2 separate regions of the Columba livia genome follow, and region 1 is linked to region 2. Evidence: chromatin contacts called from public Hi-C data. All regions are on one chromosome and are shown on one strand. Each heading gives the region's core, a stretch centred on a gene start, on an enhancer-like site or on the middle of the called end of the contact. The rest is flanking DNA. Distances are from core to core; before and after follow the strand shown.

Evidence for each region. Hi-C and Micro-C count contacts between places; a contact is called where the count stands out from the background.
Region 1: a contact with region 2 is called in a Hi-C map of liver, with 2.3 times the contacts expected there. The contact joins two enhancer-like sites. A contact is called at or near these places in 2 of 2 Hi-C or Micro-C datasets (crop and liver).

Annotation. Positions count from the first base shown.
Region 1 is chr1:204,351,019-204,357,116 of bColLiv1.pat.W.v2, forward strand. PRPF18 (pre-mRNA processing factor 18) reads right to left here. Exons shown (of 10, transcript XM_065049263.1): 10 at 2,781-3,476. The coding sequence ends at 3,396. Among named protein-coding and RNA genes, the nearest start is that of PRPF18, 17 kb to the right of the region's middle. Within about 2 kb of position 2,378, at least 2 of the 3 cell types and tissues checked have an H3K27ac peak away from gene starts, as active enhancers do.
Region 2 is chr1:204,092,799-204,099,653 of bColLiv1.pat.W.v2, forward strand. The region is part of intron 2 of FRMD4A (FERM domain containing 4A); the gene reads left to right. Among named protein-coding and RNA genes, the nearest start is that of FRMD4A, 140 kb to the left of the region's middle. Within about 2 kb of position 4,238, at least 2 of the 3 cell types and tissues checked have an H3K27ac peak away from gene starts, as active enhancers do.

The sequences.
Region 1 (6,098 bases), core at 1,128-3,627, 260 kb after region 2:
TCCTCCCCCTGACAAATGAAGCCATTTACACCTCAGGCAGGTTCATTCTTCGGGCAGGACTGGATTTATAATGGAGATCACACAGCGGGCAGCTGGACAGCCCCTGGTGTCAATCCAGGCTGGGGATGAAGGGATTGAGAGCAGCCCTGCCGAGAAGGACTTGGGGGCGCTGGTGGATGGAGATCGGACATGAGCCGGCAATGTGCGCTTGCAGCCCAGAAGCCAATGGTGTCCTGGGCTGCATCACAAGGAGCGTGGGCAGCAGGTCAGGGAGGTGATTCTGCCCCTCTGCTCCGCTCTGGTGAGACCCCACCTGCAGTGCTGGTCCAGCTCTGGGGTCCTCAGCACAGGACACACGTGGACCTGTTGGACAGGGGCCAGAGGAGCCACAGGAATGATCCGAGGCTGGAACAGCTCTGCTGGGAGGACAGGCTGAGAGAGTTGGGGTGTTCAGCTAGAGAAGAGCAGCTCTGGGGAGAACTTATTGTGGCCTTTCAGTGCTTAAAAGGGGGTGATAAGAAAGATGGGGACAGACTTTTCAGCAGGGCCTGTTGCAACAGGACAAGGGGTGATGGTTTTAAACTAAGAGGGGAGATTCAGGCTGGATGTGAGGAAGAAGTTTTTTTACACTGAGGGTGGTAAAACCCTGGCCCAGGTTGCCCAGAGAGGTGGTGGATGAACCATCCCTGGAGACATCCCAGGCCAGGCTGGACGGGGCTCTGAGCAACCTGATCTGGGTGAAGATGTCCCTGCTCATGGCAGGGGTGGCACTGGATGGATGAGCTTTGAAGGTGCCTTCAACACAACCTGTTCTCTATTCTAAGTCTATTCTATTCTAAGTCTATTCTAAGTCTATTCTATGAAACACAGAATTCTGTAGAAACATAAGTCAACCCCACATAAGCTAAATCCCTTCAGCAGCACAGACAAACGGCAAACAAGGAATTAAACACATTTAGGTACCGCCGGGCTTGATAACATGGACACAAGGCAGGTGCCACCGACTCAGAGAGCACCACCTCACAGAGCCCCTTCCACCAGCAGGCTCAGGAGGGGGTGAGGGGCTGCAACAACCAACCAGGGGCATTAAAATCCAAAAACCGCTCCAGACACGGCTGTGCTGAATGCAAAACTTCATCCTAAGGCGAGAATCTTTGGATTCAGCCGAGTTATTTCCGCCTAATGTGAGAATTATCAGAAATAAACATCTGGAGAAGCCCAGAGGGAAAAAGTCTAAATTGCTCAAGTGTAACGTACCCTCCCCACAAAAGCTGTGGAGCAGCGACAGCTGCACCACACCCACTCGTCCCTAAACTAGACTGGGGTGGGTTTGGGATTTTTTTTGGCTAAAAGGCATTATTAACTATTTGATCACGGTCTGGTAGCTGCAATTTGGGGCCATCCAGCTGCAAAGAGCCTCCAACCGATGATGAAAAGCAGCTGCCGTGTGTCCCCCCCGCGGCCCCCGAGGCTGAAGCGGCTCTCACGTGCCGGACAGCTGGAAGCTCTTACATGGAGATGCCGTGAGAAAGTCCTGCTCCGCTCCTCGGTTCCCCGTGCAGCGCCATTCCACGAATTGCAAAGGGATAAAGCTCTTCCGTCATGGGATTCGTTCAAGCGAGCGCGGCCGTATTTCAGGGACTGTCAGCAAGGAGGCACGTCGCTTAAATTACATCCTTTAAAACCTGAGCAGACTGAAACATTCCAACGCCAAATTCACAGCCCGACAGGAGGCGCATCCCCACTCGGACCAGTGCTCAGGGTGCCATTAAAACGCTCCTCGATAATTAGCTCTAAAGCAGGAGGGAAAAAATACATAAATCTATCTAATACTATTACAGATGCCCCAAGGAATCCAGTTCCCTCTCCAGCAGATGTTATGAAGCTCCTTAAAGCACCCCCTGGCTACTCACTTGCTGCGCTTTCCAGGGAAATTATAGCTCTTCCAAACGAGGGACAATATTGTCCCTCAATTATTTAAAGAGTTCAAAACTAAGGTCAAGACGAAGACTTAGAAACAGCTCAGGAAATCATCTGGGCGGGGAGAGGGATAAAGCTGTGGTGTGATAAATGTTTCCTGTTGTAATAATGCCTCCAAATATCTGTATAGAGCACTGCAAAACAACCATCACCAGACACCACTGCTAATGAAACTCTTCCGTGCTCTCGACATCTGCGCAGCTTCTCCCCACAAATCCCCCTCTATTCCCCAAAGGCCCCTCCCGAGCTCTGATTAGGTCTCGTCAGCCTCATTTTTATTACTTCTAAACTGTTTAAGCTCTTGACATTTTCTCTGGGGTCAGACGCTCCAGACTGAAAAACTCCCGTGTCCAAAGAGGCACTTGAGAATGCAGCGAGGCTCCACAAGAACCTGAAGCTCCTCAAGAAGCTCCTCCAAACTCCCCACTGTAAATACCCACGGGAGATGGTGACGCCTCCACTGCCCAGTTCTGGCTCCACATTTTCAGCGGAGGTGAGGACCACGAACAAAGCCCCAATATTTCACTGTTTGTGCAGAATTAGACGTCGGCGTTTCCATGAGTTTCTTCACCATTCCCAGTCAAGACGCGCAATGGTAACGATTTGCGGCTTCTAGAAATACTGTACGTGGTCATGGGAGGTCCTAATTATTTTCTCTGCAATGCCCAGCAGACCGAAATTTTCTCCAGATGTAGAAAAATGGGATTTGAAAGCCCCAAGAGCCATAAGATTGCTTCCCCCAAGCCCAGAAGGTTTACATTAAACATGTCGTTACCAAAAAAACAGCCAAATCAGATGTATTCAAGATCAAAACCTCTTTGCACTGAGGCTGGTTGTATTTTTCAGCTGAGAAATATATAAACTGCTTTCTTTTTGGCCCTCCTGATAAATACCACATGAAAGATTAGCCATGAAAGTCTTCATATTTACAGAAATAACCAAGATTCAGATTCAACAGCTTCCCTCTAATCAGCTCCACACATCAGTCTCCAATGAGAAAGCAGCCAAAAAGGCTCCAAACACACTTCTTGTGGGGCTAAGTCTCACCTAAAGCTCTAAGATATGGGAAACTGTTCAGTCTATACGGTTGCCTGAATAATAAATTGAAATAAAAGCAAGAGTCGTGTTCATTGTCCCCTGGTCATTGTCCTGGTCATAACCCCTTAAAAAATAAAAACCCAAACAAACCAACCTACTGCTGTATATTGGATGCGTTCAGTGTAAAGCACAGATTGAAATGCAATCTAAATAAACGGGGCTTATAAAAAGGAAGCTGTGGAGAAATCTGCTGCTTTGTGCTTTTCACAAAGCCCACCCCAGGGTCCTGTTGGTGCTAAAGCACAAACTCCAGCTCTTTGCTCCTCGCTGGGTCTTGGAGATGAAAATCTGAGCCATGCGGGGGAGGCGGCGGAGCCTCACAACGCGTTGTACTCCACACATTTCGACGGGTCTGTTGGGAAGTGCTTCTGGCAAATGGTCATGAGCCTCTTCAGCCCCTGGGAATTAACAAAACAAGGACAATTCTGTAATAAAACCGCAGCTGTCAAGCAAACTTAACAGCCTACAGTATTTTTAAGCTTAACAGGAATAACTCAAGACAAATAGCTGCTATTTTGGGGGTTGTGGGTTTTTATAGTTGGTTGTTTTTCCAGTTTTTATCAACCTTTCTGCTTGGAAAGTGTAAAGTTATTTCCAATATTAGAGGAGTCTGTGGCATAACTGAAAAGACCACAGATTCAGTCCCTCACGACAGATTCGCAGTGAGGATCACAGTGATGCTTTAACCCCTTTGCGCCACTGGAGGAGGAAACAGTACTATGAACGAGAAAAGATCCTGAAAAGAAACCTGAATATTAAAAGTAGTTCTACAGAGCAAAAAGCGATTTACAACATCAAAACAGGCTTCACAGCTACGAGAAGAAAGGAACAATTACTCTGGAGGAGCGGTGTCAGCCTGGCCTGCACCGTGGAGGCAAATCAAACGAGTAACTGAGAAGAGCAGAATGTGGACTTTTCAGTTCCTTCGAGGCATCGACTGCCAAAAACCAACACCATATAGACCCTATGATTATTTTCTTTCAAGTTATGTAGAAAAGTCTAACAAAGAAGGAAGAAAACTGCAGTGGTGGTAGCGTTATGTGGCAGTGACATTGTACTCCAGGATGGCAGAGTCGTGTCCCTGTCATTAGACACTCATCGTGGAAGACGGTTCCTCGCTGAGGGAAAATGATTCAACAGAGGAGCTCTGGCCCCTTCGATCCGGGCAACTCCGGAAAACACGTCCTAGCACCATAACGAGTCCTTTGTGGGATGCTGCGATCCCAGGTCCGTTGTAAATCAGAAACACGTTTGCTTGATGTAAGTGCTGGGAGCACAGATAATAAATATTTCATGCTCCAGTTTGAATCAGACTAGTTAAACAAGACTTGGTGTTTAAGACCAATGTGGAGAACACACATGTTTCAAGCCAACTTTGTCTTGGTGCTTCAGTAAGTTGTGTAATTCAGAAGGACAGATATGAAGTCCACAGTGAGAAGAACAACACAAAGATTTCCTTGACTAACCCTAACCTAACCCTACCCTAACCCCTAACCCTAACCCCAAAAGCAGAGAAAGGGCAAACTGGGCCCTTCACACACGTCGTATCTTCCACAAGATACGTTAAGAGAGATCAAGCGGCACTACAGAGTAGAGATCTTCCTGCTCGAAGGGTGGTAAATGGACACAGTTGGCAAATGATCCACCAAAATCGGAGAAGCAGCATTGTGGCCATGCTGAGGCCAACAACAATCTTCCTTCAGAGTCTAAATCCTTCTTTTAACATAGAATAAAAACAAAACTATTTAGTTTAACATAAGTTATTTCGTCCATTAATTATTTCATCCATTAATTATTACACTAACAGGAGCCTGCCTCTGAAGATGCCGATTTTCACCTTACAAAAGAACTGGTCGAATTTAATTTATTGGCTCTGTGTCTGGAGCTTCCTCTGACTTCACAATGATATTTTCTCAGTTAAAAACTATAGTTGAAGAGAAACTAAAGGTTATACGGGTAGCCACAGTACAAAGAGACTCACGGTAGCTGGGGAAGTTGCATTTTGCGAGCCATCTGCAAGTGTCTGGATGGCAGAGCTCAGAGGGTGTGATCAATGGTGCAGAGCACGGTTGGAGGCCTGTAGTCAGTGGGGTTTCCCAGGGGTCAGTATTAGGTCCAGTCCTGTTCAACCTGTTCATCAGTGACCTGGATGAAGAGACTGAGTGCACTAGGGCAAGTGTAGGGTCCTACACCTGGGGAATAACCCCCAGGCACCACTACAGGTTGGGGTGGACCTGCTGGAAAGCAGCTCTGCAGAGGAGGACTTGGGAGTTCTGGTTAACAACAGGTTGGCCATGAGTCAACAGTGTGGCCTTGTGGCCAAGAAGGCCAATAGTACCTGAGGTGCATTAGGAAAAGTCCCCCTCTACTCTGGCCTGATGAGGCCACATCTGGAGTTACGTGTCCAGTTCTGGGCTCCCCAGTTTAAGAAGGACAAGGAATTACTGGAGGGAGTCCAGCAGAAAGCCACAAAGATGATGAGGGGTCTGGAGCATCTTTTTTTATGAGAAGAGACTGAGAGAGCTGGATCTGTTCAGCTGGAGAAGAGAAGCTGAGAGGGGATCTCATCAATGTTTATAAATATCTCTAGGGTGGGTGTCAAGAGGATGGACCAGACTCTTCTCAGTGGTGCCCAGCGATGGGATGAGGGGCAATGGGCACAGACTGGAGCACAGGAGGTTCAATCTGAACATGAGGAGAAACTTCTTTACTTTGAGGTGCCAGAGCCTGGACCAGGCTGCCCAGAGAGGTTGTGGAGTCTCCTTCTCTGGAGACATTCAAACCTACCTGGACACATTCCTGTGTGATCTGCTCTGGTGAACCTGCTTCAGCAGGTGGGTTGGACTGGATGATCTCCAGAGGTCCCTCCCAACCCCAACTGTTCTGTGATTTTGTGAAATTCCATGCATGATGCTAGAACTATGAGTTAAGCAGCAAAGGAACTCAGAGTTCACAGCTACTTTGGTGTTCATACAGCATCACAATAGTTAAGATACAGAAAAATCCACTAAACTCCACTC
Region 2 (6,855 bases), core at 2,988-5,487:
AGCTGAAGCAACCTCCCAACTGTTCATCGTGGTCTTCTCTGGTGGGTCATGGCAGCAGTGGATTTGTCCCTGAGGTTAAACATACCTCTGTGGCCCCTTCTATAAAATTCGGAGTGGCAACGTTAATGGGAGTCTCCTACACCAGTAAGTACTAGACAAACTCTTGCAGACCGGCAGGGCATCACTGGTGCAGAAAAGTGGCACATCATTGTCTCAGGTGAGGTCTCCAAGGGACATGGTCCAGTATGATACTACCTCATATTTTGGATGGGGATTTGAGGCAGGGATGTCTCATGCACATGAGAATGAAAACTCATGATAGAGCTGAAAATGCCTCAGACTCCAAAGGTGCCTCTGCACCCTGAGACTGTCCATTTCCCTAGCAATGCAGGATTAGGCCTTGAATCAGGAGAGTCATGAAGAGCAACCGAAGTCCTTGACAGTCTGGTCAGGCGAGATTCAGCTCACAGGTCCCTTCAGTGCACTGTGATACAAAAAGCAATGCTTTATCTCTAGGAAAGAAAAGCTTCATTAAGTGCTCTGGAAAATTTCACATAGAAAAATACCCTGTGCAACGTCAGAGCTTAAATCTACCACGCTAAAGCTCTATTTTTGGATCTCATTAAAATAGATACAATCTGCACATAAAATAAATTACTTGCCTTATAATTTTCAGTTCAGTTAGAGATTTACCAGTAAGAGGAGTAATTAACAAACTTGTTCTGCTTTTCACTATCAAGACCCTGATTCAGCACAGGGTTTTGGTGGGGTCTGTGCTTGGCTGAGCTTACCTCACATGGCAGAGGGCAGGTCATGAGCATCTTCCTAACCCGGGGGGGTGCTCCTTTCTGCCTCTGCTCTGCAGGCTTGGAGCGCTTCAGACTAGGCAGCGCCCCACAGACTCAATCACCCACATCTCAGCCCTTATTCTGCACACCTAGCCACACACAGGATGGCCTGAAGTCACCTTCTCAGCTCAGTGGTGGCTGGGACACAGATGACACGTGGTAGCAATATTTGCAGGTCCCCATCCCTGAAGGATGTGGTTATATGGGAGATGGCTGAGATCCATGCTTGTTAGCAGTTTGGGCCCAAGGCAAGTTTGAGCAGACTTATAGGTATCTAATACACCATGTTGTTTATCTATAGGTTATGTGTTCAGGAAACACCATTATGATCAGCTAATCTGCCCTGCAGTCTCACTCCTGCATCCCAACATAAGGAAAGATCATAGAATCATAGAACAGTTTGGGTTGGATGCAACCTTCAAAGGTCATCCAGTCCAACCCCACTGCAATGAGCAGGGACATCTTCAAATAGATCAAGTTCTGCTCCTGCTAATCTCTCCTGCAGGAGAGATGCTTAGAGCCAGGCTTGAGTTGCCACCTAGACTTACCCTTTTCTTTCACTGAAGTTCATCAGCAGGATTTTGGTACGAGCTTAAAGCTAAGCCAGGGCAGATCTGGTGAACTCACAGCTAAAATAACTTTGGGTCTGTATTTCACAGAAACAGACCTCAAGACTGACAGGTTGAAAGGCTGCATAAATAAGGACAGAGTAGACAAAAGAGTGCATCCTGCTGTTGGTTTAGCAAGCAACTGGCATCTGCAACAAGGAACAATTTTATTCTTTTACTGTGAGCTGCTGCATGACGTGATCAAACAAGAATAAATATCTGAAATTAAAGGCCAAAAAAATAGTGCGATTGAATTGCTGATTTCTCTGCAAGGCTCCCTGAGATAAAAGAGTTGTCCCCAGGGAAAAGAGAGACCAGGGGAAAGCATGAAAGGCACGGCTGATGTCTTTTCTGTTTTGCATATAATCCGCTGAAAATTGGAATGTCCAAACGCTTGCAATGACACAAGCGGGACTAATACTCTGGGATCACATGAGCAATTACCCGATTCACAGGTGAAGATGGTAATAAAGTGGCTGAAAAGCCAATTGCCAGAGAGAGGGCAAGAAACAGCAGGCTCGCTTGCTTACGGGTTGTGCCACAAACACCTCTTGAGATCAAGCAGTAAAAATAATTAGGCCTGGGAAGGCAAGGAGTGAGGTTCCCAGATGGTGTGGGTGATAGATAAGGAGTCATCCTTTTTATCTATTGCCAGGCCACCCGTTCATCCAGTTTTGCGGCTGACTCAAATCTCCGCTGTCATGAGGGGCTCTGTGCTGGGGGAGCTGTCAGGGCAGCGTTGCTTCCAGCCTGGATTAAAGGTTGGGCAAGCTGTGTCTTGCCTTGAGGTTGGCTATTTGCTTTTGTGTTTATACAACAGACAAGAGAGAAACTCTTGTCAGGGTGAAGATGGGTTGACACCACTTTCTAGAGGACTAGCAGCTGGGAGCTCGAGAGTGGATAACTCCGCTGTGTCACATAAAACTCCCATACCGTGCTGTGTGACACCACAGGTAGCAGGGGTGACCTTCACTGAACCTGTGACCCTGCAGGATGCCTGTTGGAGCCCTTCCCAAAATAATAGTTCCGTCCTTGTTTGCTCCAAATAACAGACACAGCTATCATCCCACCTTAGTCATGACTATCTGCAAACCCAAGTGACAGGACAAGAGGAAATGGCCTCAAGTTGCACCAGGGGAGGTTCAGATTGCATATTAGGGAAAAAAATTCTTCAGGCATTGGAATAGGCTGCTCAGGGAAGTGGTGGAGTCACCATCCCTGGAGAGGTTTAAGAGATGTGTAAATGAGGTTCTTAGGGACATGGTTTAGTGCTAGAGTTAAGTTATGGTTGGACTTGATGATGTTGAGGGTCTCTTCCAACCAAAATGATTCTATGATTCTATGACATACTGGTCCATGTCTGCCAGTGTCCACACATCAGTTTCAATGTGCCAACAGAGAAAATTGCTCCCTATTTATCTCATTTTGTGCATGAGAGAGATCTAGCTTTTGTCTACTGGTACACCCAATCAAGATCTTCATTGAGGAGCATATGGAAGGAGTATCTTCCGTTGTTGCAGTTACCTGCAGAGCAGTAACATTTGCAATAACACTGGGTCTAGCAAAAATCTCTGAGGCATCTTTGGCCTCCGGGGAGTAAGGTGATCAACCCTGAGGTCCGGAAGAAACACAGTTCCTTAGGGCAACATTGCAGACCTGGGGCAGGGCTTTTCCTTTAAAGCACACAGTCCTAAGCCTCCAGCAGATAGAGTGGTAGGCTTTGCCAGCATGGAGATGTGTCCTGGGAAGGACAGATCTTTGAGAATGGGTGAATAACAGGGCTGGTCAAAAATAGGTTTCTTTCATAAGGTCTGTTTGGAAAGCAGTAGCCAGAAGCTACCCAGACTTTTTGTGGCTATGTTGGTGACGGCAGAGCAGAGCAGACTATCTTACATGTTCACATGAAGGTTCTTGTGGTGAAGCCACTTTCTTGCTAGCAGGAAGGTGTGTGGGCAACCCTGCCGTTACAGACGCGTGACCACACCAGCAGTGTAGGAGAAGCTGTTGATGGGATTTAGTTGAAAGGATGCCAAGCTAAACTGTCTTGCTTGAGAAGGCATTTTGTGCATCCATTTTATATGCTGTGCAGTGACATGCCTAGTGCTTTGTTTCAGATCAGAACTGGCAATATCACAATACACAGACTGCACAAATAAGGTACAGAGAGGACAAAGAGTGCCAGCACCTTCCCAGTCCTGCAGCCAGCAGTGTTCACAAACACCTCCTGCTAAGCGCTCATAGACAGAAAGAGGAATCTATTAAAATGCTTTGCAGTGTGGCTGTGAAGCAGACTCCTTCCCAAGCCCATGCTGCTTTTGAACCCATTCATGCTGTACAGGATTGTGTAAAATCCTTGATATTCAGTGGGGAGAAGAAAAGAAACTGGGGTTACAGAAGGAAATCCTTTTTTCGTAGGCACTTGGTAGGGGTAGCAATTGCAAGGACATGTCCAGAAACCACCCATCTCCAAAAGTCAGCGAGAGGCAAAGGGAACACTAGGTTGTGCTGTTTCCCCAAATTATTGTGTAGCGCTGCTGAGGCTGGATTGCACATTTCTCGCAGGGACGGAGGGATTTTTTTCTGCTATGGATTAGCAGAGAACTTTGATTACACTGTTTGGGTGTTCTTGCAATGAAATTAATTGCATTTGCTGTGTGAAATGCTCTGAGCACAGAGGCAAAGACACAGGGTGGGTCTTTATAGAGAACCAGAGCTCCTGCATTCAAACGTGAGATAACGCTGCTTGTATTATAGGGAAGGAATGATGAATAACAGCAACTATTCAGAGGATTTAATTAGCTTTCCTGTTATTTCCATCAAAAGAGGAAAAATAAATTCTCTTAGGATACAAACTCAACTGTGTGCTGATGTGAGGGACAAATGAATGTCATCAGGGCACGGGAAGGAGGTGGCTCTATCTATCCTCATCCTTTAAATGTGTTGAACACTTGAATTCACACTACCTTAAGGCCGAGCATTTAGCAAACTGCTGCAAAGTAATCCTGTGTCTCAGTAGGGAAAGAGCTCAAATTAGTGGTATATTGGCTTTGTTTCCCTCACACAGTAAACGAAAACTCTCTACTCCCAAAGAAGAGTTTCTTTGTGTTCCCGCTGTTAAACCGTGGCTTGTGCCCCGCAAGGCTTTTAAATGAATACATGAAATCAGTGTGGGGATTTTGAGCTCTGTAAAATTCATTGCTGTGTGCGCGCTTGAGCAGCACACAGGAGCTTTAAGCACTTTGCTTTAATTTAGCAGGGAGCTGTTGCAGCTGCTGTGGCACTTCAAAGACCATTCTGTGGCTCGCTCCTGCACCTGACAAACACACGGCCATGGCGCTGTTAAAGTGCCAGTTTGGAGGGAAAAGGATTTTCAAGCAACAGCCAGTGCCACCTGATGCTCTTAAGCTTGGCTATAACCGCACCATGTCTGTGTGTGCCGCCCCATCACTCCAGTATGGTCCAGTTAATCCAGCTTCATACCAGCTGGGACCATCCTGAGCTTCTTGTCCAGTCTCTTGCCTAAACATAGACCACATTTGCTGGCTTCTGTCTTCTTGTGGGGTCTCTGCAGCACTTCATAATCAAGGAGAGTTTGGATATTTTCAGTGACAATATTTTTTTTCTGCAAATCACATGCTGAGGACTCTTCCCTTACTAGCAGACATGTTGCAGATGTGCTGGGACATGAGCAATGCTCTTAGAACCAAACCACTGTCTTCCCTTAACAGCGCACTACAAATCTCGCACATTTCTAGAGCCATAGGACGTGTGTTGTGGATCTGAGAGAGCTGAGAAAAGATGAGCTCCATAAATAATTGGCAGGTGATAAACGGTGGTAGCTCCCCAAGATCCAGTGCAGGCAGGACTGGGCCGTCTCACTGTTGTTCTCACAGCCAGAGAGCCAGATTGACCAGCATCCCTTTCCACACCACAACTAACCAAATAATTTTTATGCAAAGGTAGTATTTACAAATCTGCGCTCTCGTGCCTGCCTTTGCAACCCCATTCCTGAGTTGATGGCTGGAAAATAGCCATGAGATATAGCAGACTGGTAAGAAACAGAGAGATTTCTGCTGTTTAGGTCACCAGACTCTGTCCTGTCTGAGTCATCAGCAGCCAACAGCTGCAGATGAGAAGACTGGTTTGGGTCACCCAGGGGGATGAGGCAGCTGTGAACCTGGACCATCTGCCTAGCTGGGCAAAGCAAAAGCAGCAATTCAGTAAAACTGGCCAATGCATTTTTGTCTGCTTGGTAAAATAGATATAAAATGAGTGGCTGGATTCAGCTTGCTGTCTGTGAAATGAAAGCTGCCAATCCTGCAGGGATAAGTGCAGGTCTATGAGTAGGCACATGTTGAGGGACCTGCCCAGTAACTGTCCTGGATGTAACATGATCAAAGAGCCCATTGCCAGAAAGAGCCATGCTCGGGACGTGTGCTCGTGTCACAAAATCACAGGAGGTTGGAAGAGACATCTGGAGATCATCTCATCCCATCACCTGCTCAAAGCAGGGTCACCTACATGCACCAGGTTGCTCAGGGCCATGTCCAGCTGAGTTTTGAATATGTCCAAGGATGGAGAATCCACAACTTCTCTGGGCAACCCGTGCAGATGCTCGGTCTTCGTCACAGTAAAAAATGGATCTCCAGCTCTGTTTCTGCCAGCCTCATCCCAAAGGGCACATTGCACACATTTCTTGCCTCCCACAACAGAAGGCCCAGACACCTTGGCAAGACAGGTGTGATTCATTTTATTTGTGCTGTACCTATTTCACAAAGAGAGAGGAAACTTAAAAGCCAAAGCCAGCAATCGGGCTTTTAGAAGATCCTCAAAATAATGAAAAGCATCATGGATACTAGCAGCAGCTTTTAATGCTTCTTTTTTTTTCCCCCCATCCATTCATTTCGCTTTTTTCTCTTTTTTTGGCTGTCTAATGAAAAGTTTAAAAAGGACATAATTCCCCATTCAACCAAGAAGCCACCTCTTACTAACCTCTTACTAACAGGGCTTAGGAATAGTGCTTTTATTTTACTGCCTGGCAGGTTTTTTGGGGAGCTTTTTAAACAGAGGGTTGACAGAGACCCTGATACATGATGCTTCATTGATCTCAGCTGTGCCTGCCTTCCTAAGCTGTGATGTGACCACTTATACCTCAAAGCTACTGAAAACAAGGCATTCGCTTATAAGAAGTGCAGTCATATCTGTCAAAGACTGTAAGACTGTAGTCCCTTATATGACATAATAACTGCACAAACAGGCACTGAGGCTCCAAAATAGAATAGTTTAATTGGTTTGCTTTCCCAAGGAGATACTGTGCCAGACAATGAAGCACAACAGCTTAAATCTACGCTTAACAATAGCTTCGTCTATAAATAGGATATTTCTAAGCAATGGGAAGA